4 separate regions of the Mus musculus genome follow, and regions 1, 3 and 4 are each linked to region 2. The links are chromatin contacts, called in public promoter capture Hi-C maps. All regions are on one chromosome and are shown on one strand. Each heading gives the region's core, a stretch centred on a gene start, on an enhancer-like site or on the middle of the called end of the contact. The rest is flanking DNA. Distances are from core to core; before and after follow the strand shown. Region 1 holds the start of Ndc80 (NDC80 kinetochore complex component). Region 2 holds the start of Myl12b (myosin, light chain 12B, regulatory). Region 3 holds the start of Trmt61b (tRNA methyltransferase 61B). Region 4 holds the start of Spdya (speedy/RINGO cell cycle regulator family, member A).

What was found. Promoter capture Hi-C pulls out the DNA fragments that hold promoters and counts their contacts. Capture Hi-C pulls out chosen DNA fragments and counts their contacts.
Region 1: a promoter capture Hi-C map of pre-B cells shows a contact between it and region 2. The contact joins the promoter of Ndc80 here to the promoter of Myl12b in region 2. A contact is called at or near these places in 6 of 39 promoter capture datasets (the C10 cell line, the HPC-7 cell line, HPC-7-derived erythroid cells and 2 more), 3 of 484 Hi-C or Micro-C datasets (group 2 innate lymphoid cells, muscle stem cells and myocytes), 6 of 115 datasets of contacts at active chromatin or transcription factors (acute myeloid leukemia, bone marrow-derived macrophages, effector CD8 T cells and 3 more) and 1 of 9 other capture datasets (adipose tissue).
Region 3: a contact with region 2 is called in a promoter capture Hi-C map of liver, with 2.7 times the contacts expected there. The contact joins the promoter of Trmt61b here to the promoter of Myl12b in region 2. A contact is called at or near these places in 7 of 39 promoter capture datasets (the HPC-7 cell line, HPC-7-derived erythroid cells, embryonic stem cells and 4 more), 1 of 484 Hi-C or Micro-C datasets (the G1E-ER4 cell line), 3 of 115 datasets of contacts at active chromatin or transcription factors (bone marrow-derived macrophages, effector CD8 T cells and pancreatic cancer cells) and 2 of 9 other capture datasets (adipose tissue and liver).
Region 4: a contact with region 2 is called in a promoter capture Hi-C map of liver, with 2.8 times the contacts expected there. The contact joins the promoter of Spdya here to the promoter of Myl12b in region 2. A contact is called at or near these places in 4 of 39 promoter capture datasets (the HPC-7 cell line, cranial neural crest, liver and 1 more) and 2 of 115 datasets of contacts at active chromatin or transcription factors (memory CD8 T cells and pancreatic cancer cells).

Annotation. Positions count from the first base shown.
Region 1 is chr17:71,522,114-71,529,110 of GRCm38.p6, forward strand. It overlaps Ndc80 (NDC80 kinetochore complex component), which reads right to left and starts at 4,744. Exons shown (of 17, transcript NM_023294.2): 1 at 4,598-4,744; 2 at 3,520-3,629; 3 at 1,469-1,546. The coding sequence starts at 3,620. It also overlaps a transcript of Spdya not described here and the pseudogene Mettl4-ps1.
Region 2 is chr17:70,987,898-70,995,787 of GRCm38.p6, forward strand. It overlaps Myl12b (myosin, light chain 12B, regulatory), which reads right to left and starts at 2,619. Exons shown (of 4, transcript NM_023402.2): 1 at 2,576-2,619. Myl12a (myosin, light chain 12A, regulatory, non-sarcomeric) reads right to left here. Exons shown (of 4, transcript NM_026064.2): 4 at 5,896-6,887. The coding sequence ends at 6,715.
Region 3 is chr17:71,597,384-71,604,170 of GRCm38.p6, forward strand. Trmt61b (tRNA methyltransferase 61B) reads right to left here and starts at 1,378. Exons shown (of 6, transcript NR_027952.1): 1 at 553-1,378. n-TCgca52 (a tRNA gene) reads left to right here and starts at 1,888; the gene lies at 1,888-1,959.
Region 4 is chr17:71,546,555-71,554,046 of GRCm38.p6, forward strand. It overlaps Spdya (speedy/RINGO cell cycle regulator family, member A), which reads left to right and starts at 5,507. Exons shown (of 7, transcript NM_029254.1): 1 at 5,507-5,587.

The sequences.
Region 1 (6,997 bases), core at 3,494-5,993, 540 kb after region 2:
AAGCTCTTTTATAATGGGACTGCTATTAGGTCCTTTTCTGATAGTCAAAGCTGCAATGAGAACTCTGTCAGTCTTCCAAGCATCACCAGTTATTTGCTCTTAGATGGTAACCAGACTTTCTCCTACTCAGAGCACATTCCAAAAGGTTTTAAACAATCAACCAAAGGTCATTAAAAGGCAACTAACGATTTATTGTAGGTGCTAGGACAGAAGATAAAATACCGACTGGGTTTATCTATACAAAACTTCACTAATAGCTTAGTTATGGTTTTAAACCTTCAGTGAACCTGTGGAGCTCAGACAGATGATGGATGTTTAGCCAGATAGTTACTCCTAATGGATATGCATGCACACATTCGCCGTTGTAAACTTCTGTTTCAATTTATGATTTGATTTTTTGTGTGAACTTGTGATGAACTTTGTAACACGTGATCATGTATTCTGAAAGATGTCTAAGTACTGACGACAAAGAGCAGCACGAGAATCATCAATAGAACGAAGATCAATAGGAGACTTTGTGCCTTTCCCCACTTAGGATCTTTCGCTTTTCCCCTTAGATAGCTTTCATAGGAAACTTTTTACAACTTGGTAATAAACTCTATAATCACTTCTCTAAGCGTCTTCTCTTCCTGTGACTTCCAACTAGCAGGCTGAAAAGTTAGAGCCCAGCAGTTCCTGCTGAGAAAAAACAAGGGCAGCATTGCTTAATCCTCCACTGTTAGGCTAAAGGTGTTAATTGCCTAAGCCAGCAGTCTTTTACCCCCAGAAAGAGCAAGAAAGTTTTTAGGACTTTTTAGAAGTTATCATCAGCATTTCAGTATAATTACAGAGCTAGAAAGCCCTGAGACCCCCCGACTTTAAAGCCATCACCAGAGTCCTACTCTGTGAATCCACTGCTATCCTGGCCCAGGCTGGGAGGCATCCTACCTTGTGGGACTGGGAGTTGAAAGCAGATTCCTAGACTTGGAGTTGAGTAACTTTACCTGCTGAGCCATCTTGCTGGCCCAGAAAGGTTTTTAAAGATTAAAAGCACTTTATTTTTGTAACCATATGAGATTATAATGATTTAGAGTTGCGTTTACATGACATCTTCTGAGGTTAACTTCTAATATAATCAATTCTGGCAGACATAGACCATAAAACAAAAGCTCTCTGAAGTCACTATTAGCCTTCATAGTGTGAAAGAGTCGAAACTCAAATGTTGCAATAGAAGATGGCTCTTCTTTATCCATCGGATTCTGAGAACTCGGTACAGAACACAGTAGCCTTGACCATCACCTGATAATCACAGAATCTTCTCATCACTAGCATCATGTAAAGCAGGCATCACCTAGGATTTTAACCAACACAGGAAAACCGGATCATATGTCCTGCTTCAAAGCCCCTTACAACCCATCATTATTACTGAGCTCTAAGAGAATGAAGAAATAAGAATCTACTCATTAAATATAATTAAAAACCTCATTACCTTTTCCCAAATATTGAGACTTTTCTTTCCGATGTCGGTTTGTGTGTACTCAGCTTTCCAAAGGTTGATCTTTCTTTGCTTTAAAGAAACATTGAAAACAACTCTTTAAATCAAGTGTAAAAATACTAGTTTAAGTAATTTTTGAAATATGTTAGAGTTAATACCTCCTTCCCACTGTCCCACTACCCACAACAATTTTTGAAAAATCATAGAAGTTTTTGGTAGCTGTTAGGTAGATGAGCTGCAAGATAGTATAATTTTAAAATGTTAAAAATTTCTAATCTATGTGTTTTTTTATCTTAAAATTTATTTATGTGGTGCTGAAGAGACGGCTCAGCAGTTAAGAACACTAATTGCTCTTTCAGAGGTCCTGAGTACAATTCCCAGCAACCACATGGTGGCTCACAACCATCTGTAATGGGATAGGATTCCCTCTTGTGATGTGTCTGAGGACACTGACAGGGTACTCACATACATAAAATAAATTTATCTAAAAAAACAAACAAAAAAAAAACCCAAAAACCCTGATTAAAGTAGGTTTAAAAAAATATATGCTTTATGAATAAAAATAGAAGAAGTACTTAATTTTTGGGTGACAGCTTTGTTTGAATTTCTTTCTTTTAAAGTTTACTTTTTAAATTTTTGAGATAGGGTCTTAAGTCTGTATTCCAGGATGTCCTAGGACTCAGTATGTAGTTTGGGTTAGCCTCAGACTCAAAATTTTTCTTTCAGCATGGAACTAGGTATAGCCATTTAAGCCATTATTTTCTAAACTATAAGAAAAATGGCAATGGTAACATTTTAAGTACAATTCAATGCACAAATCTTTTTTGGTCTAAGAAATGTATCATGGTTAAAAAAAAAGTGCTTCAAGTATCCAGAAAGAAAATATGTAAATAGTTCACATTTCTAATAGTAGAGCCTCACCAGGCACCGGTAGTGGTACACACCTTTAATCCCAGCAGTTGGCGAGGCAGAGGCAGGCAAATTTCTGAGTTCGAGGCCAGCCTGCTCTACAAAGTGAATTCTAGGACAGCCAGAGAAACCCTGTCTCAAAAACAAACAAACAAACAAACACCCCAAACAAACAAAAAAAGTAGTGGAGCCTTATACTATATCAATACAAGTGTTTACGAATGGCTTTTTAAGTAGCTAGCTTATATGTAGACTTTATAGGATATAGGGTTAGAGAGAGCCTTCTGTTAACTGGAAGAGCAATCTCAGAGAGAAAAACTGATGTTTACCATAAGAAATTCGTTGGTTGGTTGTTCTGTGAACTATACAAGCTGGGGAACTTACTATATAGCCACACTGGCCTTAAATTCACATTGAGCCATCATCATCATCATCTTCTCTTTTTTTTTTCTTTAAAGCTTTATTTAGTATATGTAAGTACACTGTAGCTGTCTTCAGACACCCCAGGAGAGGGCATAAGATCTCATTACAGATGGCTGTGAGCCACCATGTGGTTGCTGGGATTTGAACTCAGGACCTTTGGAAGAGCAGTCAGTGTTCTTAACCGCTGAGCCATCTCTCCAGCCCTGAGCCATCTTCTTCTTAGAGCCTTTTGAATACTGGAATTGTAGGGGTGTGTGTGTGACCACACCGAGCTATGTAGCACGTTCCCTTGGACACCTGCCCCCAAACTTGAGGAAATTATGTTATAGCTTATCACCAAAACAAATAAATCTGCTTCCATTTTATTACTACCTTTAGTATTTGGAAACATCTTAATAAATAATGAGTAATACCATGGTGCCTACTTAAACGGCTAATAACAAAGGAATAAGAGGAAAGCAAGCATTGACAATTATTTTATAGCACGCCCAGTAAAGAATCTGACTATGGGAATTGGAGAGACAACGAGCTAAAACCTAGCATCGTGTCCACTTTTATATTTCATTGCCCCCCTCCCCCTAATCCAGTACTACTGGGAGGAGACAGGAGTCACCAAGACATCACTTACACTTTTGTACTAACCATTTCTGGCACTTTTTTTTTTTCTCTAGACAGTAAAGTAAGCAGCTGAGAAGCACAGGGGAGGCACTTACGTTTGAGGGGTATAAAGGCCTGGCTTATTGAGGTCCAGGGTCCTTAACTCCTGCATAGAGAGGCGGCCAGCACCACAGGTGGAAACTGAACTGCGCTTCATTCTCGAAACCTAATTCAGGATTTCAGCGTTAGGAAAATGTTCCAGACTCAAGCAATTCAACGAGCAACAATTATTATCTTTATCCTCTAGTAGGAAAGCAACTAAGTTTGTTTCTGTACAACAATCGTTTCCTTGTATGCTATATTTATTTGTCCATGTAAACCGAAGTTCTTACAAAGAACACCTACGCAACTTCAAGTAGAAAAAAACGAGGCAGAAAAAAGAGGGGAAGATGGAGCTGAAAGTTTTGGGAGAAAAGGAGAGGGGACGACTGAGGAGAAGGAAAGTAGAGCAGAAGCACCTGGCCTGGAGAAGTTCTAAGGGGTCTCTTATATGGGGAAGATGGTAGTGTAGTGATAGATCTGCCCAATGTAGGCGCACAGCATGTATTCATATTAATTAAGTTGTGTTTTCATTGCCTGGGCTTATTTGGGTTGGAGATTTACTGCAACACCTTTCAACAAAGATAAACAATCCGGTTTACAACACAGGCTGCTCCCGCTTTTAAAACAAGTATCAAAATAATGTCTACGTTGGAGTCTGTCTTCATCTCTGCAGCATCAGACACTATGCACTCGGCCCTAGCTTCCACAGAGGGTTAGACAGATCGCATTTTTATTGTTGTTGTTTTGTCTTGAGCTAGGGGTGGAGAGTCAGACCCTTTAGCAAGCTGGGCTGAGCGCTGAGCACTGAGCCACACCCCTCCTTGTTTTGGTGGCTTGCGTTCAACCTAGTTTTACTCTCATGATTTCACTGGTTTCCAGTCATGTCCATACCAGGCTTTTAAGTTGCAGCATCAGCACGGGTACACAACACACCAATCAGCTTTCCCCCTGTCAGTCCCCACCTGTTAGCATCGCCTTCTCCCGCTACAAACGTTGCAGAGCCGGGCAGATCCCACCCCAGCTCCCTCGCAACAGTCAGCTCCAGCGCCGCGGACCATTTTAACACAGAGCTGATCCCATCTCAGCAGTTACCTTTCGCTCAGCTTCTCAACGAGACCCGGCGCCCAGCTTTCCGTAAACCGCACGACTGCACACGAAAACAGCCGCCCAAACCAGAGCGTCCGCTTCCGTCAACCCAAGGCGGTTTGAATTTTAAAGTTTCCGCCCGCGCTGACGTCAGGACTGCGACGGCGAGTACGCATGCGCGCTCGCTCAGCGCCCGCCCTCGTCGCCGGAAGTGTCCGCATCGGGGGCCAAGCGAGCTCTGGGCTCTTCCCAGGTCGTCGTTAGCGTCGGTGACCCGAAGGGAGTCCCGCCCTGTCCGGGAAGCTGGCATCTAGGACGAGTAGGGCTGTCCGGGCGGAGCGGCCCGAGCCCTCCTGGAATCAAGTTCCGTACAGCAATATGGCTGCGTCCTGGAAGTAGAAAGCGCGGGTTTGTCTCCGATAGGATGGAGGCCAGGACCCAAGCCTATGAGGCGGCGTGAGGTTCCTGACGTTAGGAGAGGCTGTCGAGTGTGGCGGTGGACGAGCCTGAGGGATATTTAACATCAGGCTTCCTCAAGTGCTCTGGATTCCCGCCGCCCAGCCTCGGAACAACAAGCAGGCGTTACTAGTTCCCGGATGGTGGTGGCCTGTCCCTGGGCTAAAGTGTAGATTCCTGGCTCTCGGCATTATTGTGCCGTTAGCTAGTTTTGAGCTAAGCAGTCCTTTTTTGAGTTTGAGGTTCCCTAGCGGTCACAGTGACTCCTCACTTTACGTCTCTACTGGGAAACCAAAATCTCAGGTATCACGAAGATCTCCATCACCAAATAGTAGTCAGCAGATATATTAGCAGGCATTATATTTCAGACTCTGTAAGCGGCAGTTCATTTACTTCTTGAAACTAATGGCATTAGAACATAAAAATGATCGTTTTAGTCGGGCGTTGTGGTACACACCTTTAATTTCCACGCTCTGGAAGCGGGGGTGGGGTGGGGGTAGGTTGTGGGGGAATCTCTGACCATCCTGGTTTACCTAGTGAGATCCGGGACAGCTAGAGCAACATAGACACTATATCAAAACAAAACAACCAACAAACCCAAGCAAAACCACCCCAAACAAAACCCACACGTACAAACAACTCCAAAAACTAAAGAGATAATTTTGAGGCTCAGTGAATTCAATGACTTTAGTTTGTATGTGGGGCAGGGTCCACACCCGAGAGAGTCTTGAATTTGAGGCCAGTTTGATGGACCTGGCATACACCAGGGCAACCTAGTGACTCTCTGTCTTTAAGAAACAAACACTATTCTGCAGTCAGTTGCATAAGAAATTTGACTATAAATGCTATTAGACGAGCCTTTAATTTATTTTTTATTCGGTTTTCTCTTAAGGTTTCCACTACATTATAATAAAGCTATATCCAGAAATGCAAAACATATCTTAAGTGAAGATAAAAATGTTCTGTAAAACCTAGTTACTGGAGTGTGGCTCAAACAGATTATAAATCTTGAAGTTTTGACCTAGCAAACTAGTTAAGTTGTGAACTTCTGATTACTATTCATGCTGCACTTGGTTTGGCTAGAGCACTCTTTTAATCTTACTGCCCTACAACTGATAAGGATTAGGTAGGGCAGGGATCTGAGAAATGGAGTGACTTCCTGTGGCAATTGTAGTTTGAAAGCACAACAGCTGTCTTTCCTTTCATTCCTGTGGCCCTCTCTAAATAGATTTATATCATTTAAAAAAGGGTAAATTCTTGTAGGTAATTACTATCCTTTGACTTGACAAGACACTCACCTTTTAAGGATTTAGTGACTTGAATACTTGGACCATGTGGACTCGTGCCTTGACTCAAGGACCAAAAAAGGACCATAGAGGGCACCCGAAGAAAGGAGGATCAAACTAAGAAGCATCTTTGGCTAAGTTGGCTGAAAAATTTGAATGACCAATTCTGAAATTAAAAGACATTTAAAGTATCGCATTTTTCCTTAAAGGTGGTATGTACACACTCACCTTGTATGTTTAAATATAAAACCTACTTGTGTGTACAAAGTACATCATCGATATACAGGACAGTAAGAACTTAATTACAACATTGGTATCAAACCCAGGACCCGCACGCTGAGCTATACTCCCAGCCCTGGTTGTGATTCTTTTTTTTTTTTTTTAAGATTTATTTATTTATTACATATAAGTACACTGTAGCTGTCCTCAGACACACCAGAAGTGGGTATCAGATCTCATTATGGATGGTTGTGAGCCACCATGTGGTTACTGGGACTTGAACTCAGGACCTTCAGAAGAGCAGTCAATGCTCTTAACCTCTGAGCCATCTCGCCAGCCCTCTGGTTGTGATTCTTGATTATCAGGTTTTTGTTTGTTTGGTTTGGTTTGGTTTTATGAGAATGTCTGTGGTGCATCATTTGCCTCCTGGGTGGTTACTGGATCA
Region 2 (7,890 bases), core at 1,369-3,868:
TTCTGCCTCTTTTTTAAAAAAAAAAAAAGTTTTTGAGTGTGTGGGGATCAAGCCCAGGCCCTCAAACACGTTAGTCAGTGCTGTACACCTGGCTCTTTATCCTCTTCTACTAATGAGTATGATTATACTGCCGTATAATTTACAAATACCCTTTAACAGCCTTTTGCCCTTCTACTTGGATGAGAGTCTAGGAAAACTGCTTGCACATGGCAGGTGCCCTGGCAAGCAGCAACATATATATAATTATCCCATCGCAAACAATACTGCATACGCAAATGTTCATGGTAAGGTGCTGGATTTGAGCACCCCTAAAATAAGGCTTTCCCCCCAACCCCCACCCCCCGAATCTACACATGAATCTGCTCACACCCAACCACCTCACAAAGCCCACCAGTTGGTTGGTTACCCCTGGCTCAGTACCTGGGAGGAACATTTATTAACGCAGGAGCAGGCTGCAGGTGGACCAGGCACGGCGGTAAGCATGCCACACATATTAATAATTAATCCCCACAACAGCTTATAACATGAGCGCTGTTGCTATGCCAACCTTCCTAGATAAAAACTAGGAAGGGGCAGAAGCAACACCTAAGGAATCCAGCCTCGGGACATGTCCCTCCAGCCCTGTGCCTTTCGTATCAGCAGCTGCAAGGGCCGACCATGAAAACTTCAGCCACTGGCAAGGCTGCTGTGTTCCTGGAGCTGATGTGAAGTACGATGCCTGCCATGCTGAGGACACAGAACCAACCAAGAGGCGTCTTTAAGGTCTGTCTGGCCTCGCTTTCTCTTCCAAAGTCCAAGGACCTGACCATGGGGAGCACGCCTGTAAAGAATGTAATAGGCTACGGCTACATCCCTCTAATGCCTGGAAACAAGTCCAGAGGTGACACCACACCCAGAGCCCAAAGGGACTGTCCTGGATATCGTGTTTTTCAAGCCACTTTATTCCTCTGAACATCATGTAGTCTTTTTTTGGTTTGTTTGTTTGGTTTTTTCGAGACAGGGTTTCTCTATAGCCCTGGCTGTCCTGGAACTCACTTGTAGACCAAGCTGGCCTCGAACTCAGAAATCCGCCTGCCTCTGCCTCCCAAGTGCTGGGATTAAAGGTGTGCGCCACCACCGCCCGGCGGTAGCAAGCTTTGAGGCTCATTTGTTTACCTGTCCTCCTCCTTTGCACATAGTGAGTTCTGATACCCTTTTCTCCTGTGCTTGTGCCAGGTAAGGGGAACTTCAGAGGGAGGAAGGGAAACCTGCTTCGCCCGCCATGTTAAACTTGTCACAGAAGAATCAAAGACGCTGGTAACCGGGGCAGATGAAAGCCATCCCTACACAACTGTATCATTCAACCTTGGGGGAATGGGGATATCGGTCCCATCCCTGGCTTTCCTAACTTTGGCCAACCATTATCACCCAGGGATCTGTCCTTCATAAGCTGCAGCTCAGTGAACAGGTGCCTTTGTGTGTGTGTGTGTGTGTGTGTGTGTGTGTGTGTGAGAGAGAGAGAGACAGAGAGAGACAGAGAGAGAAACAGAGACAGAGAGACAGAGTGAGGAGCAAGTGGATAGAAAAACCCTGGTGGCATCATATGAATTCCTGAAGTGATGTTCCCAGGCAAATGACATCACCTCACTTAAGGGTTTATTGAAGGAGAAAATGCTGTGATATTTCTCTAACACACAGGACTACAGCCAAGCCATCTCTAGAACAAAAGCTGTCAACCCGATTCCCTAAACATCCTTTGTCGTGTTACTTCCTTGTCGTGGGTGACTCCCCAAATCCTCTTACGTAATTTTTCATTTCTCATCGAGTTTTCAGTACACCTCTAAAGAAAGAGGCCTACCTTGGCTAACTAACTACGTTATTTTATTGTATAGGGTCTCGCCTGGGGTCGTGTGTATCCAAGAGCCCTACCCTAACTACCTTCCTCTTTCCCAGCTAGTACTCAGTTATTGTTCTTCTCCCTTCCGGCTGACCACCCGCGCTTCTTGTGCACATAATACGATGCTCATCTTTTGAGCTTTTTGCTCGGTACCTCCTAGCAGAGATCCACCAGTTCATCTTGGATCCCTGGCTCAATATGTTCTCCATTCTTTCCAGCTTTCTTCGAATTGTCCTCTAACAATGAGCTAAATCTTTGCAAGACCTAAGACCCAGTAAGGATTTATGCAAATCAGCCCATTTTAGCATTTGCTAACCAGGAACTCTAGTACCAGTTCCTGGTTTCCTCTGGCAGGAACCATACACCAGCGGGCTTCTCCTCCCCCAACGCGTCTAGAACAGATGCACGCAGTTGCGCTAACACACAGCTTGGACCTGCAGCCTGCAGCCTGCAGCCGCGGCAGGTGCGGGCAGCCGGGCACCAGGTGTCAGTCATCGGATGTCGCAGGCCCAGTGCACACGGTCCCGGGGCCTCGTTCGGCCAGGGTTCGCCAGCACAGGAACCGCGTAGGGCCTCGAACCGAGCCACCTCCGCTCCACCAGCCGATGGTCCAGCCGCCCGCAGGCTCCAGGCGCGGTTGCGCAGCACTAGGGACAGATGCGGCCCGGGAGATGCCCCGCGGGGTCGAGAGCCACTCACCTGACCTGATGCTGCACACCCGAGAGGATCCGACCGGCGACTGCGACCAGCGGAGGTTGGGGCGGGACAGTGGCGGCGCCGCACTTCCGGCCCGGGGGCGGGGCGGAAGGAGCACCGGCGAGCCCGGCGCGACCAACCGTGGCAGGGGGTTGCTGCAAGCGTTTCGAAGACCCGGAGGACCCAGGCAGCCAGCGGCGGAAACTAGCCTGGCTGCACGACCCGACGAACTCAGCCCCTGTAGCCGCGAGTACATATTCCCCAGCTCACTGGCACGGCATCCTCCTGCCGCAGCCGCGCCGGCTTGCTGGTCTCCCCGGCTCCCAGCGCAAGTCCCGCGCCCCTTCCGCATTCCCGAGCCGAGGGCGGAGCGCCAGCGCTGGAATTTGACCCGGGTGGGCTGGGAGCCGCCCTGGTTTGGGGGTCCCCTGGCGCCTGCAGCGGGCAGCCCGAAGTTGCCTGATTTAGCAGAGGGCAGTTGGCCTGGTTAAACTGAGTTTTAGATAAACAATGCTCAAGAGAAGGAATGTAATCCGGAAGAGGGCGGCGGCTGAGCACTCTCCAGTGGGCTCCAGAAACGTTCTCGCTTATTTGAAATTGCACTCCAGCCAGTGGCCTTTACTTTCTCCCCGCCGGGAGGTCATATTCTAGAAGTCTGATCAGAAATTCCGTGTCAGACGGTGGTGGCGACACCTTTGATTCCAGCACTTAGAAGGCTGGGGCAGCATCTCTGTGAGCTGAAGGCCAGCCTGGTCTACAGAGCTTAGTTCCAGGACAGCCACGCTACACGTAGAAAACCACCTCCCTTCCTACCCCACTTCCAAAAGAAATTCCTCCAAGGCAGGAACACTATGGTCTCCAGCACTGAGTATCCGTGTACTTCACAGCAGTCCAGACAATACAAATACAACTTAGGGGCCAGCAAGATGGCTCAGCAGGTAAAAGTGCCTGTTAGCACGCATGACTGAGTTATTTTCTCAGGGCCCACAGAGAACAACCAATTCCTGTAATTTGTTCCTTGAGCCCCGTATGCAGGTACCAGGGAATGTGCAGCCTCCTCCCCAAACTAGTAGATAAAATGTAAAATAAGATAATAATCCTAATAAATTGAGGGTGGCTTTAAATATGCGCTTGAAAAAATCAGGGTCTGGGATTGCGTAGGTCAGAGGTGGAGAATAGGCGCCAGGTGGTACTGATGCTGTATCTTTGATCCTATTTGTCCTCAAAAATCATTGCTTAAATAATTATGTTTCTTATAAAGTTATGGCACTTTCAGGGTTTGTTACATAAGTCTACCACCACTTCCTAGATCCTCACCCTAGGCAATGTAAAATCAGTTAATGAGCAGGATGTGGTGGGCACAGGCCTTTAACCCTGGCATTCCAACGGGTAAACTTAACACAGCAAAAGTCCCTCTCAAAAACCCAGAGTGCGCACAGGGAGGTGGGTCAGTGGCTAAGAGTACTTGCTATGCAAACAAGAGGACTCAAGTTTGAAGTCCCAGCACTCATGTAAGGGCCAGGCTTCCCCTCTTTCCAGGGAACCACAAATCGGCTCCATACATAAACACCCCCCTCTCCCACATTTCCAATTTCTGTAGCAAACGAAGGAAGCGCTCCTATTTCAAATGAGGAAGATGACATTTTAAAACAACCTGGCCACATGAGGGCGGGCGCAGATCCACTTGGGTACCAGGTGGGGTTTGGTTAACCACACCCAGCTCCAGATAGACTAGACGCTGCTTTTTATCATAAAGGGACCATTATGAACAGCATGAATTCATTTTATAAATGAATAAATAGGTCAACAAAGAATAAGTAGCTTCGGGGACTGGAGAGATGGCTCAGCGGTTAAGAGCTCTAACTGCTCTTCCGAAGGTCCTGAGTTCAAATCCCAGCAACCACATGGTGGCTCACAACCATCCACAACGAGATCTGGCGCCCTCTTCTGGTCTGAAGACAGCTACAGTGTACTTACATATATTAAAAAAAAAAAAAAGTAGCTTTAAAGCCGTGCTGTAGCAAAACTGGGACTTGAAATGCTGAGAAAGGTCTCGCTGGGTGGTGGGTGGCAGCAGCTCAGGGCTCAGCACAGCCAGGGCTGCGCCCTGGGGGAGGGGAGGTAGTGGGAGGAAGAGGAAAAAACACCAGTAGGCCAGAGCACTCCAAATCCAGTAGGCTCCTCTATACTTCCCTAGTCCCTCCTAAAACGAGCTTTGTGTATAACTTTCCAAGGCCTGTACTTGAAGCTCTCTAAGTCAGTGTCTACCCACTCCTAAACTTCCTGTTGGTCTCAGCCCCTCACATTTGGTAGAAAGCGGTTTCCTTTGGGCACTGGAGTCCAGTGGCAACATAAACAACCGTAAAGCAGGTGAGCAGGCTGCCGTAAAGCAGACAGGCGGGTGGCTGCGCACTGTAGTGTTTTGCTGGGGCTTTGAAGCTGGAGGACCAACCCTGAGTTCCTTCTCATGACAGAAACGTCAGAGATCGGTTCTGCTTTCAAGCCCACTGCTGGAGGAGATTTCTTCGAGCTTTTTAATGGCAGCCATTCTTGCTTAAGCAAAACCCACACCTAAGCATAGAGAATCCTACTAGCAAATTAAGAGACTTAATTCATCCAGGATTGACCACCCACAGTTCCTAACTGCTATTTAGGGGGTTGCCTGGATGGAAATGGATGCTGCAAGAGCGAATTTTAGTAGTACTTTTCTTTTCCTACAGTAGAAATAAGATTTGTTAGCAAAACATACTTATGGTTTTTTTCTTAATTCCCCCTTCAGTAAAAGTGGAAATTCAACAAAACTCTAACACTGAGTGGATAAGCTGAAAAAAAGTATTTTGCTTAAAATCTAATGAAATTCAAGCAGGAAATTAGGACAGATTTCTGTGATTCTAGTCTTGAAGGAAGAGTAGGTGTTACTAGTTAATAGCCCCCACCCAACCCCCATTCTACAGGACTGGCATTATTGGGTTAAAGCCTCCTGCTGCTCAAAGGCATTACGTAATTGTTTATCAAATGAGGTAATGGTTTCCCTCAAGAACAGTCTTTCAATAGCATAAGAGTTTGAAGGGGGGGGGGGGGAAGCCACCCCGTTCAAACCTTTTTACACTTAGAACTTTTTGAAACATTAGAAACAAAACAGAACAACGGTGTTTTCCACTCCCTGATTAACATGACAACTGTTCTCAGTTATCAAAAATGACCCAAGTTATTTATAGGGTTGAAACAATGACCTCACTTTCCCAGGCATGCAGCCACAGCTGTTCTGACTGTGGGTAGGTCAGGAATGTCTAACATTCTCATATGGACTTAGGAGGAATCTCTGTATAAACAAACAGGTCTTTTAATAGGGGTTGTTATAATAAGGAAAAACTGTATACAAAAAAAAATACTATATTTCCAACAGCTGGAAACACAGCGAAATCTGTCCTTTTTGTTAAAAGCATTCCAAAGAACCTTTAAAATAGAACACAGAAAACTTAGTGTGCTCAGCGGCTGCTAGTTTCGGTGGCAGGAAGTTTACATGGACGAGGTAAAGCAGGTCCGTCCAGCTGGCGGCAGAGCTAATGCAGGGTCACAATTCTGCAGGAACTATCTTCCAAAAGAAAGACAAAGTCTAGGGCCCCCAACTCGGGCTTTATCTGATTTCCCTGGAGGGAGAAATGAACAGGAGCAGAGAAAACCAGGATTGCTTTAATAACACAACTGGAAGCAGTCGGACCAAACCCTGACAGGACTGTCATTCACTTGGCCCACGGTGCTTAGAGAGAAAGGCGTACGTGAAACTAAAAGTCAAGTGGCAAATAACGCTAAACAACTAAGCATTTTATCAGAAAGTTTAATTATAAATCAGAAAAAATTGAGTGGATAACTTTCTCTGAAAAAATATATTGATTCTGGGCTGCAGTTATTACAAGGGACAAGACTGCCTGTAAGTTAAATGAACTTACTTTCTCATCACAATGACAGAAGGTCCCATTTCCAGTATTATAAGGTACATGTGGCCCAAAATGGCTGAGAATAAATATAAAACAAGAAAGGCAAAAAGCAGTAAAGCTAGGGCATGCATTGGGCTCCAGGAGAAAATCTCAGAAATACCCCAATGGCAACGGGAGCAATGGGCTGGAAGCCGCCGCAGCTCTTCAGTCATCTTTGTCTTTCGCGCCGTGCTTCAGGATGCGTGTGAACTCAATGTAGTTGAAGTTCCCCTTTTTGTCAATGGGGGCCTCTCTGTACAGCTCATCCACCTCCTCGTCTGTGAAGCGGTCGCCCATGGTGGTCAGCAGCTCCCTCAGGTAATCCTCCTGGATGGTGCCTGGAGGATAAGGAATGGAGGGTCAGAGAACCCACACTCAACTTCACAGCCTGTGTACTTCCACCAGCCCTGGAAAGCCCCGTGCAGACAACCAGATACTTAGTGTGGTTATTTGGCTCTGTCTGTCTGCCCTACATCCTTGCCGTGGCTCATCAGCACAAGGCTGGACCTACCACACAAGCCAATACAACAGGTGCCTTGCAACCTGCCACCTGACATCACTTTCATAAAACCCACCCGCCAAAAATAAGGTCATTACTTGCAGAACAGAAGCAGAACCCTGTGTCAGCCCTCGTTTCTTTGCTAGCACTGGGCATTTTAAAGGGTTCCCCAAACAACTTGTATGAACAATGATTAAGAACCCTTAATATACCATAGGTTGAAAATAAATGAAACACAGGAGTTTAATCATGAAGCAAAAAAGACTCTGACAACTTCCTGGTGTGTGAAATTAACATACAAAGAATACATTTCTCACAAAGTGAACTCAACAAACAAAATAAGATTAGAAAAGAAGCTTCAATCCTACATAATAATAAAAAAAAAAATCCCTAAAATCTTAGAAGTGTAGCTTTCTAGAAAGAAATCATCAACTCCAGCCAACTCACTTGATTGACACTTAAGTTAACTGTGATTGGGAATAAGGGTACAACTAAAATATACCAATCAAGCATGTGTCAAGAGATAGACACAAAAAAACTTAGTGCATGGAAAGAAAGGAAAAGTTTATAGTTTTTAGGAGCCAAGAGAAAGTTCTACCAAATAAATAAATAAACAAATAAAATAAAATCATGCTCATATGTACTCGTGTGAGCCTCCTTTGTGGGTGAGGACCACGTATGTGAAAATCAGAAGACAGCCAACCTGCGGAGAGTCCTGAGAGCTAGAGGAGGAGACCATGCCTATGTCAGCTGCCCAGGACAACCCTGGCACTTAAGACTAGCTTAGGTGACGCAGGGCATCAGCTGTCTTCTTCCTCTCTGCACACACTTGCTGAGCCACA
Region 3 (6,787 bases), core at 128-2,627, 610 kb after region 2:
CCATTTATGTGCCGCTCCCTGAGGAAAGGAATGCAGGGCTTTTGGTGCAGTCTAGGCAAGCCTTCTACTACTAAGTTACATCCCTAACCCTAATACAAATATGTATGCGATAATGGATTTCCAGTAACATTCCTTATTAAGTATCATTATTAAAATACTGCCACAGGGCCTGCGAGATGGCTCAGCCAGTAGACACGAAGGCAAGCCTGGTAACCCGAATTTATTCCAGGATCCCAGGTGGCAGAAGAGACTCTGGGAGAGTTACCCTCTGACCTCCACACTGTTTGCAAGTTCTCATTCAGGGCCCACTCCCCAAATATTAAAAACAAAAAAATATGGTATTATTACAATGGTACTACAAAATGTACCCCCAAACAGTTCAACATCCTAAGATCAATACCCATACGCTTCAGAGCTGTGGGGAACAAACAGGTACGTCTCTGTTTAGCGAGTCCATACCATTCTGCTAGTAAACTGGCATAATCTTCATTTTAGATAAGGGAGTGGCAAATATCAAATGTAAATTCTGTTTCCTTCTAAAATTATCAGTACCTGAACATGTTTAAAAATCCAACATGCTGAAAAACTCCAAAGGTCGGTGATGAGAACATTCATCGGACTGTGGTAGTGCGCCGTCCGTCCTCGCCCTTCCTGGAACCCACACACACCTAATTCCCATGACAATACTTTTGGGATAGGTTCCGGCGTTCCCTCTTCCATCAATATACAGAGTCCTCCAAAGGTGGCCTCCGCAGAGAACTCTTACCGGGAAAACATGTCAGGATCTGGCCAGGATACTTGTCCTCGATCTCCCTGAACGCAATCGCTCCCCAGTTACTATTAAAGTGTCCGACGTTGCAGAGTAGGACTAATTTCTTTAATTGTGATTCTCTCTTTCCCGCCAGAGCTTTAATAAGCATCCCCGACTGAAAAGAGTCCTCTGGAAAGGGACCAGGAGGAGGCAGCGCGAAGCTCTCCGGGCTCGGTAGCCACTCGTGTCCAGCACGCGATCCTCGGAGTCATATCCTGTAGGGTCTCAGTGGCCCTGCTCTCCGCTCTGGTCCTCCGGATCTCGAGGGGGTAACTCCTCCCTCGAAGTTCCCAGCCCGAGCCTTTCCACATACTAGAGACAACCGGGTCCCGACGATCCGGACGCGGGCAGCACGGGAAGGGAACGACCGGTGCACGCGCTCTCCAACTCGCGTGTCCCCAGGCAAGGACCCGCAACCCCGGGAAATGAGCTCGCTCACGAGGCACCGACCCAAAGTCAAGCAGGAATGAATCGGCTCTGAGCTCTGATCGCCTCTCGGGCGCCTCAACCTCACAAGGAAGAACCACGTCGTCCTTAGAGAGCCTGACGTCCGGAGCAGGTGCTGTCGCACACGTGTGACGTAGCCACCGCCGTGCCCTTTGCCCGGTTTTGGGGTAGTGCAGGCTGTGGGCTCCCCCGCGTCGCCGACAGAGTGCGTCACCGCCTTGGCGTCCAGCACATGCGGTGGCCCGAGCTTAGGGCTCGTTGGCCTCCGGGCTAAAATCCTGGCTTTCCGCGAGTGGCAAAAGCACAGAGTTTACTTACTGCTCACCAATCTCCGCTAGCCGCCCAGGGACAGGAAGACCCGGGAAGACTAGACGTGGAACCTGGACAGTCTTAACCAGGTTTAAGTCACTAGTGGTGGTGGACAGGACCGTCACCCATCATCCCCAAGAGTCCAAAGTCATCTAGCCCAGAAAAATCGTTGGTCAGGCGTCATAGGACGCACTGCTTGCTGACCCGCACACCTTGCTCATAACTGGGAGGTCTATTTCGAATGGCTAGGGACTCTCTGGTCAGCCTCAGCCCGAGGTCTAGAGTGTTCACAAAGGTAGAGTAAGGTGGCAGTAGCCACCGGGGGTATAGCTCAGTGGTAGAGCATTTGACTGCAGATCAAGAGGTCCCTGGTTCAAATCCAGGTGCCCCCTTCCTATAATTTTGGTGGCACATTCCAGCACTTGGGAGGCAGAACCAACCTAATTTACATAGTGGGTTACAGGATAGCCAGAGACTATCCGATGGCTAAGCTACAAAATAAACAGGAAAAAAAAAAAAAAAAAAATCAACACAACTGTTTTAACCACCCCGCCTACCCAAATAAACACTTCTTTTCCTGTGCGCCACCACTGCCCAGCAATAAACACTTCCTAAAATTGAAGTTAGCCGGGTGTGGTGGCGCATGCCTTTAATCCCAGCACTCGGGAGGCAGAGGCAGGCGAATTTCTGAATTCGAAGCCAGCCTGGTCTACAGAGTGAGCTTCAGGTAGCCAGGGCTACACAGAGAAACCCTGTCTCAAAAAACAAATAAAATTTGTACAACAGCACATCTGTCTCAAAAAACCAAAAACAAACAAACAAAAAAACTGAAGTTACCTTTTGCACTCAAAGTTAAATATCATTAGCCTGCCTATAAGTTTATTGAGAATCAGACAGTACCATGCACATATATTGAAAATTTGCAATTCAGTTAGAAATCAGTATTTATGACCTACTATACAAAGAAGATTAAACGACGTCAGCAAGTCCCCTGACAAGGTAGCTGAGAAATGGGATGGTGGGATTTCTAACTAGGTTGACCACGTTCAGCAGCTCTTGTTGATGGTACCATACACCTTTCTAAAGACTAAGGAATGGTGGGGTGATAGCTGGGTGTGTAAAAAGTGCTTGCTTTGCAAGAACTGGGATCTGAGTTTGATTTCCAGAACTCATGTTTAAAAGGGGGACAGCAAGATGGCTCAGCAGATAAAGGTACGTGCCAAAGAGATTGATGACTAGATATCTATGGTAGGATTCCAGTGGAAAAGCAGACTTTCCTCTGATACCCACACATATTTTGTTGCATTCATTTCCCTCCCTCCACTATTTCTTTTAAGTCAGGGCATGATGGCGCATATTTACATACACAACTCTGATCCCAGGGAAGCAGAAACAGGCAGATCTCCCAGCACAGCCTCCATTTCAGGAGACTTTCTATTTTCCATTACTAACACTGTGGCGGGATTGTTTGGCCACAGTGTCTGTCTCCTAGGCTTCATTATGCTTTGGGGTTCGGAGAATAGATCTCTCTTATCCCAGATTGTATCCCTGAAATCCTAGCATGAGCCCTGAAGGAACGGATAAAGGAAAGACGCAAAACAAAGCCATAGTACTTTTTCCCTTGCTGGCAAAGTACATTTGCTTGTGATGCCGCTTAAAATATGAAAACAGATCAATGCTCAGAGACAGGGAGAACAGAGCTCACAAAGTCACTTAACTACTGAGTTACCGTATCAGTTCCTCTGCTCAGAGATCAGAGAAGAGGATCCCAAAATGGACACAGTCTATGTAAGTGTCACTTTTTAGACAATATCTCCTTTCTGCAATTTTGTTTTTGTTTTTGTTTTTGTTTTTGTTTTTTTTTTTTGAGACAGAGTTCTCTGTGTAGTCCTGGCTGTCGTAGAACTCATTCTATAGACCAGGCTGGCCTAGAACTTAGAGATCTGACTGCTTCTGCCTCCTAAAGGCTGAGCCTAAGGGCATGAACTGCCACTGCCTCCACTTCCCCCCCAACACACACACACACACACACACACACACACACACCAATTTTTCAAATTTATTTCTTTCTTTCTTTCTTTCTTTCTTTCTTTTTTTTTTTTTTTTTTTTTTTTTTGGTTTTTCAAGACAGGGTTTCTCTGTATATCCCTGGCTGACCTGGAACTAACTCTGTAGACCAGGCTGGCCTTGAACTCAGAAATCCACCTGCCTCTGCCTCCCAAGTGCTGGGATTAAAGGCATGTGCCACCACCGCCCGGCGATTTTTCAAATTTCTATAATCCATTATTATCCCAACAAGGAAGAAAAGTGGCTTTCACCTATATCTGTGCTGGGGAGAATGTGGAGAGCAGTGAGCTTCGGGAAGTCAAAGAGGCAGAAAGATTCAGATTGGGTGCCATTTGTGGAGAGACACTACCCTGCGTGACCTCGTTCACAGAGAAGTTCTCAGAGCAGAGGATCGCCACAACTGGACTTAGAGCTGGATAAGTCCTTTAAAGATGCCATATATGTAGCTTTTTATCTCCATGCTTATTTTTAGTTTTCTTCAAAACATACTTTAGAAAAATGGAATTCTGGGTAGTTTTCTTAAATAATAAACCCAGTTGTTTTCATTTAAGTTTTCCAAAGTTGCTATAATTGCTCAACTATATTCTTTTGTTAGTGGTTGTGGATTTTTCAGTTATATGCATCATTGATTATTGATGTTTCATGATGCAGCTGAGATTTTAGCTATTCCCCTCCATTGTCTGCTCTTAACCCTCAACTCTCCACGCAGTTTTTCCTACCTGTGTTTGCCAGAACTATCTTACCACAGTTTTAGCTACACTGATTCAAAACTCAGATAACTGTGGTCATATAAGCACTACTTGCTGCTGGATTTTGTGTTTCATTGAGCCATACAACATAGCTTTTCTAAGGAGACTAGAGAGATGGCTCGTGGGTTAAGAGTACATACTCAGAGCTTAGGGTTCAGCTCAGTGACAGAATATTTGCCCAGCAAGCACAAGGCCCTGAGTTTAGACCCCAGCTCTGAGAGTAATTAGCAGAGCATGGTGACACATGTCCCAGCACTTGGGAGGTAAAGACAGGAGTATATCTGTTAGTTCAAGTCCATCCTAGTCTATATAGCAAGCTCCAAGACAGCTAGGCCTACATAGAGAGACCCTGTCTCAAAACAAACAAACAAACAATCAAAGTTCATGCTACTCTGAGTTCCATTCCCAGCTCAGGCACATCACCACATCAGGCAGCTCACGGCCTCCTGTAACTCCAGTCCAGTGGAGCTTCTGGTCTCCAAGGACACTGGCATTCATTTTTTTAAAATAGCCCTTTGAAGTGTGTGTGCATGTGTGTTCAGGATGCGCATGGGTGTGTGTCCATGTGGAAGCCAGAGTTAGGGGAAGGGAATCCAAAGGCAAGCAACAGAGTCAGAAAAAGCCCCAGCTCCAGCTTTAAGGGACCCACATGAAGACCAAGCTGCACATCTGCTACAAATGTATAGGGGGCCTAGGTTCAGCCCACCATGCATGCTCTTTGGTTAGTAGTTTAGCCTCTGTAAGCCCCCATGGGCCCAATTCAGTTGACTCTGTAGGTCTTCTTGTGGTGTCTTTGAGCCCTATGGCTCCACTCTTTCACAAGACTCCCCGAGCTCCACCTGATGCTTGGCTGTGGGCCTCTGCATCTTTTCCATCAGCTACTGGATGAAGCCTCTCAGAAGACAGTTATGCTAGGCTCCCGTCTACAAGCACAGCAGAGTATCATTAACAGTGTCAGGGGTTGGTTCTCTCTCTCATGGGATGGGTCTCAAGTTGGGGCAGTCATTGGTTGGCCATTCCCTCAGCCTCTGCTCCATCTTTACCCCTGCACATCTTGTAGGCGGGACAAGTTTTTTGATGAAAGCTTTCGTGGGTGGGTTGGTGTCCCTCTCCCTCTACTGGGAAGTGCCACCTGGTTACAGGAAGTGGCCACTTCAGTTTCTATATCTGCAGCCACTAAGAGTCTCAGCTTGGGTCACCCCCAAAGACTACTGGAGCTTATCCAGGGATGCCTCCCCACCGGTATCCTTCCTGTCTCCCAGCCCTCTCACCTGCCAGCTCTTCCCACACCTGATCCTCTCCCCCATTCCATTCCCCTCCTCCTTTTATGCCCAGTTCCCTCTCTCCAGCTACCTCTGAGTGAGCGTCAAGCATCCTCCCTTTGTTACTTAGCTTCTTTAGGTCTGTGGATTGTAGCATGGTTGTACTGTACTTTGTGGCTAATATCCACTTATACATGATTATCTACCATGTGTTTCTTTCTTAATCTAGGTTACCTCACTTAGGATGATACTTTCAGGTGTGGGACCGTGATAGGCAGCCTAGTTTCTGGTTGAGCTAGGTTGGAAACCCTGGTGACCCGGCAGGGAATAACCTGCAAGGAATGGTAGGCATTTTGCCACACTTCTGGACACCAGGCTCCTGACACAAGGCCACAGTGCTCCATAATTCTGTGGCCACCAGTCACTTAAGGGGTAAGGGAGAGCCCCAAGCCTCTCCACAGGTAAAAGATGTGATCACAGGTAGCCTCAAGACAGTTCTCCATTTTAATGAGGTACCTAAAGGACTAGAGGCTTAGACAATAAACTCCCTTTCCCCGACACTCCTCCCTGCAAAAAGTATTAAAGCCTCAGGCCCGCCCTGAGAAAGTGGGGTACGGTTTACTCATCGCCACTCTCCTTCATGACAATAAATACCTTACAACCACAGACTGTCTCTTTTCATCAGGATCCACCATGGAGAGTAATAGAACAGGCCTTCATCTAAAGAGCTGGCGGGCCATCTAATGTCTAGCAGAAGACCTCTCAGCCCTCCCAGCCATGACCTCTACCAAGCCAAGCTGCTGGTCAGACAAGCCAGGGACTCTCTCCTCCCCAAGGGACCCAGCCGGAGTTCTCCCCTTTTTTCCCCTTTGACATTGGACTAGATCCAGCTTGTGGGGGCCCCCACTCTCTTCTCAGCTCTTCCAAGGCTTCCAGAGGCGTCTGGGGTGCTCAAGAGTCTGAGAATCTGCCGTCCCAGGACCTCAGACTGCAATCCCTTACCCCTGGAGTGGTGTCTTGCAGCTTTACATAGCCCAACACCCGCCCTGCGTGGGGTAAGCACAGTCAAAACTCCCGCATCCTGTCTCCACCAGCGACCTGCCTCTATCAGCGGCTTGAGCCCGGAGCATATGTGGGACAGC
Region 4 (7,492 bases), core at 4,257-6,756, 560 kb after region 2:
AGCAACCATAGTCGGGGCCAATCCGGAGTGCTGCACCTTCATTAGACTCTTTCTTTGTACCCCTCCCATACCCATTTCTTGAGGAATCAATCATTTTAGAATAGATATTGTTTATATCTGGAAATTTCTTACTCCCCCCTTCTCCTCCCCCCCCCCCCCGAGGGCCTATAAAAACTGGGTCCTCTTTCCCCTCAAGATCGACTCCTCTACCCCTGCGTGGGATATGTCGTCCCCAGAGCTCTGGCTTTCCCCGAATAAAGCCTCATGTGGTTTGCAACAAGCTCGGTCTATTGTGAGTTCTTGGGTGTCCGCTATTGTCCTGAGGCCTGAGCGAGGGGCTCCTCTCAGAGTCTTTCACCTGGTATCTGTCTAGAAACTTGTCCATTTCATCCAGGTTCTCCAGTTTTGTTGAGTATAGCCTTTTGTAGAAGGATCTGATGGTGTTTTGGATTTCTTCAGGATCTGTTGTTATGCCCCCCTTTTCATTTCTGATTTTGTTAATTAGGATGCTTTCCCTGTGCCCTCTACTGAGTCTGGCTAAGGGTTTATCTATCTTGTTGATTTTCTCAAAGAACCAGCTCCTCGTTTGGTTGATTCTTTGAATAGTTCTTCTTGTTTCCACTTGGTTGATTTCGCCCCTGAGTTTGATTATTTCCTGCCGTCTACTCCTCTTGGGTGAATTTGCTTCCTTTTGTTCTAGAGCTTTTAGGTGTGTTTTCAGGCTGCTAGTGTGTGCTCGCTCCAGTTTCTTTTTGGAGGCACTCAGAGCTATGAGCTTTCCTCTTAGAAATGCTTTCATTGTGTCCCATAAGTTTGGGTATGTTGTGGCTTCATTTTCATTAAACTCCAAAAATTCCTTAATTTCTTTCTTTATTCCTTCCTTGACCAAGGTATCATTGAGAAGAGTGTTGTTCAGTTTCCACGTGAATGTTGGCTTTCTATTATTTATTTTGTTATTGAAGATCAGCCTTAGTCCATGGTGATCTGATAGGATGCATGGGACAATTTCAATATTTTTGTATATGTTGAGGCTTGTTTTGTGACCAATAATGTGGTCAATTTTGGAGAAGGTACCATGAGGTGCTGAGAAGAAGGTATATCCTTTTGTTTTAGGATAACCGCAATACCTCTCCTAGGCATATATCCAGAAGATGTTTCAACTGGTAAGAAGGACACATGCTCTACTATGTTCATAGCAGCCTTATTTATAATAGCCAGAAGCTGGAAAGAACCCAGATGCCCCTCAACAGAGGAATGGATACAGAAAATGTGGTACATTTACACAATGGAGTACTACTCAGCTATTAAAAAGAATGAATTTATGAAATTCCTAGGCAAATGGATGGACCTGGAGGGCATCAACCTGAGTGAGGTAACCCAATCACAAAGGAACTCACACAATATGTACTCACTGATAAGTGGATATTAGCCCAGAAACTTAGGATACCCAAGATATAAGATGCAATTTGCTAAACGCATGAAACTCAAGAAGAACGAAGACCAAAGTGTGGACACTTTGCCCCTTCTTAGAATTTGGAACAAAACACCCATGGAAGGAGTTACAGAAACAAATTTTGGAGCTGTGACAAAAGGATGGACCATCTAGAGACTGCCATATCCAGGGATCACCCCATAATCAGCTTCCAAACGCTGACACCATTGCATACACTAGCAAGCGTTTGCTGACACCATTGCATACACTAGCAAGCGTTTGCTGCAAGGACCCTGATATAGCTGTCTCTTGTGAGACTATGCCGGGGCCTAGCAAACACAGAAGTGGATGCTCACAGTCAGCTATTGGATGGATCACAGGGCTCCCAATGGAGGAGCTAGAGAAAGTACCCAAGGAGCTAAAGGGATCTGCAATCCTATAGGTGGAACAACAATATGAACTAACCAGTACCCTCCTGGAGCTCGTGTCTCTAGCTGCATATGAAACAGAAAATGGCCTAGTCGGCCATCAGTGGAAAGAGAGGCCCATTGGTCGTGCAAACTTTATATGCCTCAGTACAGGGGAACGACAGGGCCAAGAAGTGGGAGTGGGTGGGTGGGGGAGTGGGTGGGGGAGCGTGTGGGGGATTTTTGGGATAGCATTGGAAATGTAAATGAAATAAATACCCAATAAAAAAATAAATAATTTAAATTTTAAAAAAAGAGAGGGAAAAGGTTTAGTCTTGCCCTTAGTCTATTAATTGCAGTTTGACTGTAATGCCAGTAGAGGGCAGCACAAACACATTTTAGAGTCAAAAACATATCAACCCCAAGTTGTATTTGTGGGGAAAATCTGAATGGTGGGGAAAATCTGAATGATTCAATATAGTTAATTTTCAAGCTTTGCTTATGCAGTAATATACAACAAACATTTCTAGTACTTTTTGTTTTATTTTTAGTACTTTTTGTTTTTGAGTTCATGTAAGTTTAGTGTATGTATTTTAGCTTAGACAGGTACAAGTTAAAGCTATTAGAAAATAACTCAAAGATTTTTTTTTTTTCGAGACAGGGTTTCTCTGTGTAGCTCTGGCTGTCCTGGAACTCACTTTGTAGACCAGGCTGGCCTTGAACTCAGAAATCCGCCTGCCTCTGCCTCCCGAGTGCTGGGATTAAAGGCGTGCGCCACCACTGCCCGGCCAGATTTCTCTTTTAAAAAGAGTAGAACAGGTGAATATTTCAGTTTTTAAAACAGACAGCAAATTAGAGTCAAACTTGTCATGGCTGCTCTGCTATTCATGTCAGGAACCAGAGGACCAAGCACCTGCTCGAGAGCAGTACCACTGAGCCTACACTGGCTCTGACTTAATGCTTTTCATTGGCAGATGAGGAGCGAGGGCTGCAATGCCCACATACTGACTCTCTGCTTTAAAAATAAAACCAAGGCCACACCTAGCTTGAGACTGGCTTAATTGTTGCCCCTGCTCTGCCCTCCATGTGGGAGTTACCTACTGTGTCCATCCCAGTTCTCAAACTCATCCCCCCTGGGGTCCCAAGTCTCCCCTTTCAAGCAACCCACTCTAGAGGCAGTTCATCATTTGGGAAGGACACTCACAATGTAGCCTAGGTTGGCCTTTAACTTTAATCTTCTTACACTGGGTTCCAGGCATGCATCACCATACCAGACCCTAGATGTAAACCCTGAAAGAATTTTTAGTTTCAAGAACACATGAGGTTAAGGCTTTTCTACTCATATGATTCAAAAGACTCTTAATTATTTCAAAGGACCAGCTTACGTTTTTTTTCCTTTTCTTTAATTTTTTTAAAAAATACTATTTCTATGTATTTGGGTGTTTGTATGTATGTATGTATGTATGTATGTATGTTTGTTTGTATGTGTGTATGTATGTATGTGCACTGTTATGTGCCTGATGCCTGCAGAGGCCAAAAGAATCATTGGACCCTCTGGAGGGATGGTTGTAAGCCACCATGTCCTTTAGAAGAGCAACCTGTGCTCTAAACTGCTAAGCCACCCTCAGCCCTGGGCCTCACATTCTTTGAAGGAGTTTCTACGTCCTCTCACTTTTCCTATCATGCACCACCAACTTGTTGCAGGCTCGGGGTTTCCCACTGGCACTGGTTCTGAAGTGACTCCGAGACTTAATTATTTATGAATAAATGCCTAGGCCATAAGTTTTGGCTCATTTTCCAACTAACTTATAACTTATATAATCTGTTTGTTCTAGTTTGTGTCTGCCACATGGTTGGTTACCTCTCCTCAGTTTCATATGTCCGTCTCCTCTTAGTCCAGGTGGCCGACCTTAACTGCTCTTGGATCTTTCCCAGAATCCTTTCTTTCTCTGCCAGATGTCCTACCTTCTATTTCCTGCCTCAGCTAACAGGTGATGCTTCCACACAGTACATAAGAGATTCTCTCTACAAGTTGTCACATCCTTGGAAGTGCTAAAGCACTGTGTGCACAGTTCCCAGTTTACCAATATCTTGCTTCATCCTCAATACATGCTTGTGAAGATACAGCTAAGATGAGGGAGCAGGTCCTCGGGATAACTGGGGTGGCTGGAGACTAAGAACTGAATTCTAGCCCAGCGTGGTGGCGTACACCTTTAATCCCAGCACTCGGGAGGCAGAGGCAGGCAGATTTCTGAGTTCGAGGCCAGCCTGGTCTACAAAGTGAGTTCCAGGACAGCCAGGGCTATTCAGAGTAACCCTGTCTCAAAAAACAAACAAACAAACAAACAAAGAACTGAATTCTATTTGGGTTCCTTACTTAAGGTACTTTCTGTTGTGCCATTTGCTAATGGACCTGAGATGTTTACTCATTTTCATTTTTAAAAATTGAATGCTTATGAGTGTCTTGTTTGCATGTATGCATGTGTGCTACATGTGTGCCTTATGTCAGCAAAGGCCAGAAGATGATGTTGGATACCCTAGAACTGTAGTTACAGGTGGTTGTGAGCTGCCACATGTGTGCTAGGAATTTGAGCAGCAAGTACTTTTAACCATAGAGCTGTCTCTCTATCCCTGAACCTGAGATCTTAACAACAGTCGAATTAGCTCCTACTCAAAGGGCTCATTGTATGTATGTTTAGAATATTTTTTACATTATTATGGAAACATACCTTTTCAGTGTACTTCAGCATCACGTAGCATCAGTTTCCTTAAGTTCCTGACTCAGTGTTTCTTGTTAGAGATTTTATAGGTGAATTGATAGCCTGAGAGAGGTTGAAGATCTAATGGGCTGGTAACACTTTTGTCTAAGCCATTAACATTACCATGACCTTGGTTTTATCTACTCAGTCACATTTTAAGGAAGTTCTACAAAACACTGAGTACAGGTAGCTAAAAGGGGGAAGATTCCACAACCCAACTCATGTTGTCTGTTAATCTCTGGATGTATGGACCAACCCAAAATTCCACAGAGAGTCTTAATTACCAGTTCAGTTACTAGTCTACTTGAGTTTGATAACAAGTCAGAACTGTATGGTGCTCTCATACTATATATATAAAGCAGATTCTGAATTGGAGGGGTGGGACTGGCAAGCGTTGATTATGCACCAGCTATATCCCAGGAGTCTCAGGAAGGCACGGGCATGACAAAAGGAGCATTTAGGGCTGTGAATGGAAGAACGTTGCCCTTTGCTCACTAAAGGCCACTTTATTTCACACCTTTTGAGCTAGCATGCGTGGGCTCTTTCTCCTCTTACACACTTGTGCACAAGGGAAGAAGCACCCAGGTCCAAGGCGCGAGCAGAGAGGCAGGGAGGGGGAACGGCAAGCAGCCCTGGTCCTTCAGGGCAGCCCAGTCCCCTCGTCCTGTCCGGGGCTCCTCAACCGCTCCGCACAGCCAGCGTTCGAGGGAAAGCGCGACCGCATCAAGATACAGAGAGCTGGAGCGGAATAACGGCAGAAGGCGGAGGCGACCCGGTCAGCGAGGGGCGGGGCGGGGCGATAGCGCAGGCCCCGCCCTCGGCGGTTCCCGTGCTCTGATTGGCTCCCGCGGCCGCGCGCTCCCGGCCCTCCGCTTGAGGTTCTTAGGCGGGTTTTGCGGCCTGCGGCTAGCGACCCAGCACGCAACCGCCTGAGGTAGATCGCTGAGGCGGAGGCTGTGGGGCCGCTCGCTCTTCGCCGGCCTGCGCAGGTACCTTCACCTGCCCGCCCGCCCGCCGGGGCCTGATGGCGGGGTTCTGGGTGTCGCCTGTGCCCTCCCTCTCGCTCCCACAGTCCTGCGTGAGGAGGCGGGGACGCCTCAGCCCCACATCCCCGCGGCCTCGAGCAGCCCCGCCGGCCCCAAGGGCCGGGCATCCCGGAGGCGGGGACGGGAACTGGCGGTGCGGGGCGAGAGGAGGGAGACCGGGCAGTGCGGCTCCGGCGGGTGGCGCGGGGTTGGTGCGCGGTGGGGAGCGAGGCTCGGCCTCTTCACGGGGCTGAGGGATGAGTCCTGCCGCTGTGTCCCGTGTCCCACGCCCCCGGCCCGAGTCCTCCCGGGCTGGAGTTCTGAGCTGTCGCGTCTCATCGCGACACCTTTAGCCACTTTCTCCAAAAGTACGAAAGTTTTCCTGCCTACCTGCCCCCTGTCGTCAGCGATTGACTGTCAGATGCTCACACGGAGAAACTATTTCTAATATATATATATGTGTGTGTGTGTGTGTGTGTGTGTGTGTGTATGTATACGTGTGTATACACACACACACATATGTAATATATATAGTAACCACTAGCCATACACATACATATGATCCTGTCGCCAGAGTTTCTTCAGATGCTTACAGAATTCAGCTGTATGTACCAGACAAACAGAACCCCAGACCTCACACACCCGGACATCGTCTTTATGAATTTTGCTGTGATTTTTTTTTTCCCAATGTTGGGTCGAATGCATGCCACTGAGTTGAAGGATCTTTAACTTTTATGTTGTGAGACTTTTCCTTCAGAGGTCCAAATCGATCAATATCTGCTCACCCTAGACAGGGCATTCGTGACAGAGCAAAGTAGGGATTCCACCCAAGTCCGCTTTGGTGAAGCCCGGGTTTACAAGGGTATCTGTGGGAGAGGGCTTACTGACAGATAGAGCCTGTGTGGCTCAAGCTGCGTCCCTGAAAAGTCCACCCAGCTCAGGGGAAGCCCTGGGAAAGCTGCCGTCCTTACTGCTTTAGAACCTTGGACAGGGGCCTGTCGACTCTTGGGAGTTGTTTATTTTTCTGAGTCTTGTTTCGTTACTTCGTCTTAAGCAGCTTCCCTTTAGGACAGAATGTGTCTTGTTTGGAGACAATCAGCGAGCTTCTCTTATTTCCCCGTTCACTCTTTCTCTTGAGAAATGCCTCATCGTTTTTTCACTTGTTCTTTATTTCTTCCCTCTTGCATTAGAACTCTTACTCATTGATGCATCTAAACAAAGAGCTAAATTTAAAAAAAATACAGCAAAGTAGAATTTGACACAGGCTGCAGTTTTTCTTCGTAAGCTCTTAACTGCACAAACTTTGATTCAGTCTTTATGAACTTTAGTGAATCTCTATTTGGGAATTTCAGCCATTTCCTTTCCCTGTTTTCTCAAGTCTTAGATGAAATAATCTGATACATGAAGTTTGCATTTTCTTATTTTGTTTCAATATAAAAACATTGTTTAAAAGTCACTTACCATTGAGTAAAACTTAGCTCCTGGACAATGTAGCACAGTGTTCTGCATTCTGATATATCTGTCTTACCTCTGAATCTAGCCCTGCCCTGGTCCTTTTTGAGAAACTTAATGACTGTTTGGTTTTTTGTTGTTGGGTCGTCCCCCCCCCCCCAGAAGAAAGGCAGATGAAGGAATCAAAAGACAAATAATTGTAGAACTAATTATAATTTCCATCTATTTTGGTTGTTGGTTAGTTCTGTTTGTTTCGCTTTGAGTTGTCCATGCTGGTCTTTGAGATATATGTTGTCCACGCTGGTTTCAGACTGAAGATACAGCTGTGGCTACAGATGCTGTGACTAGCCTGGTCTCAGACTAAAGATACTTTCCTCCCTCTCCCTCTCCCTCTCCTCTCCCCTCCTCTCCTCTCCC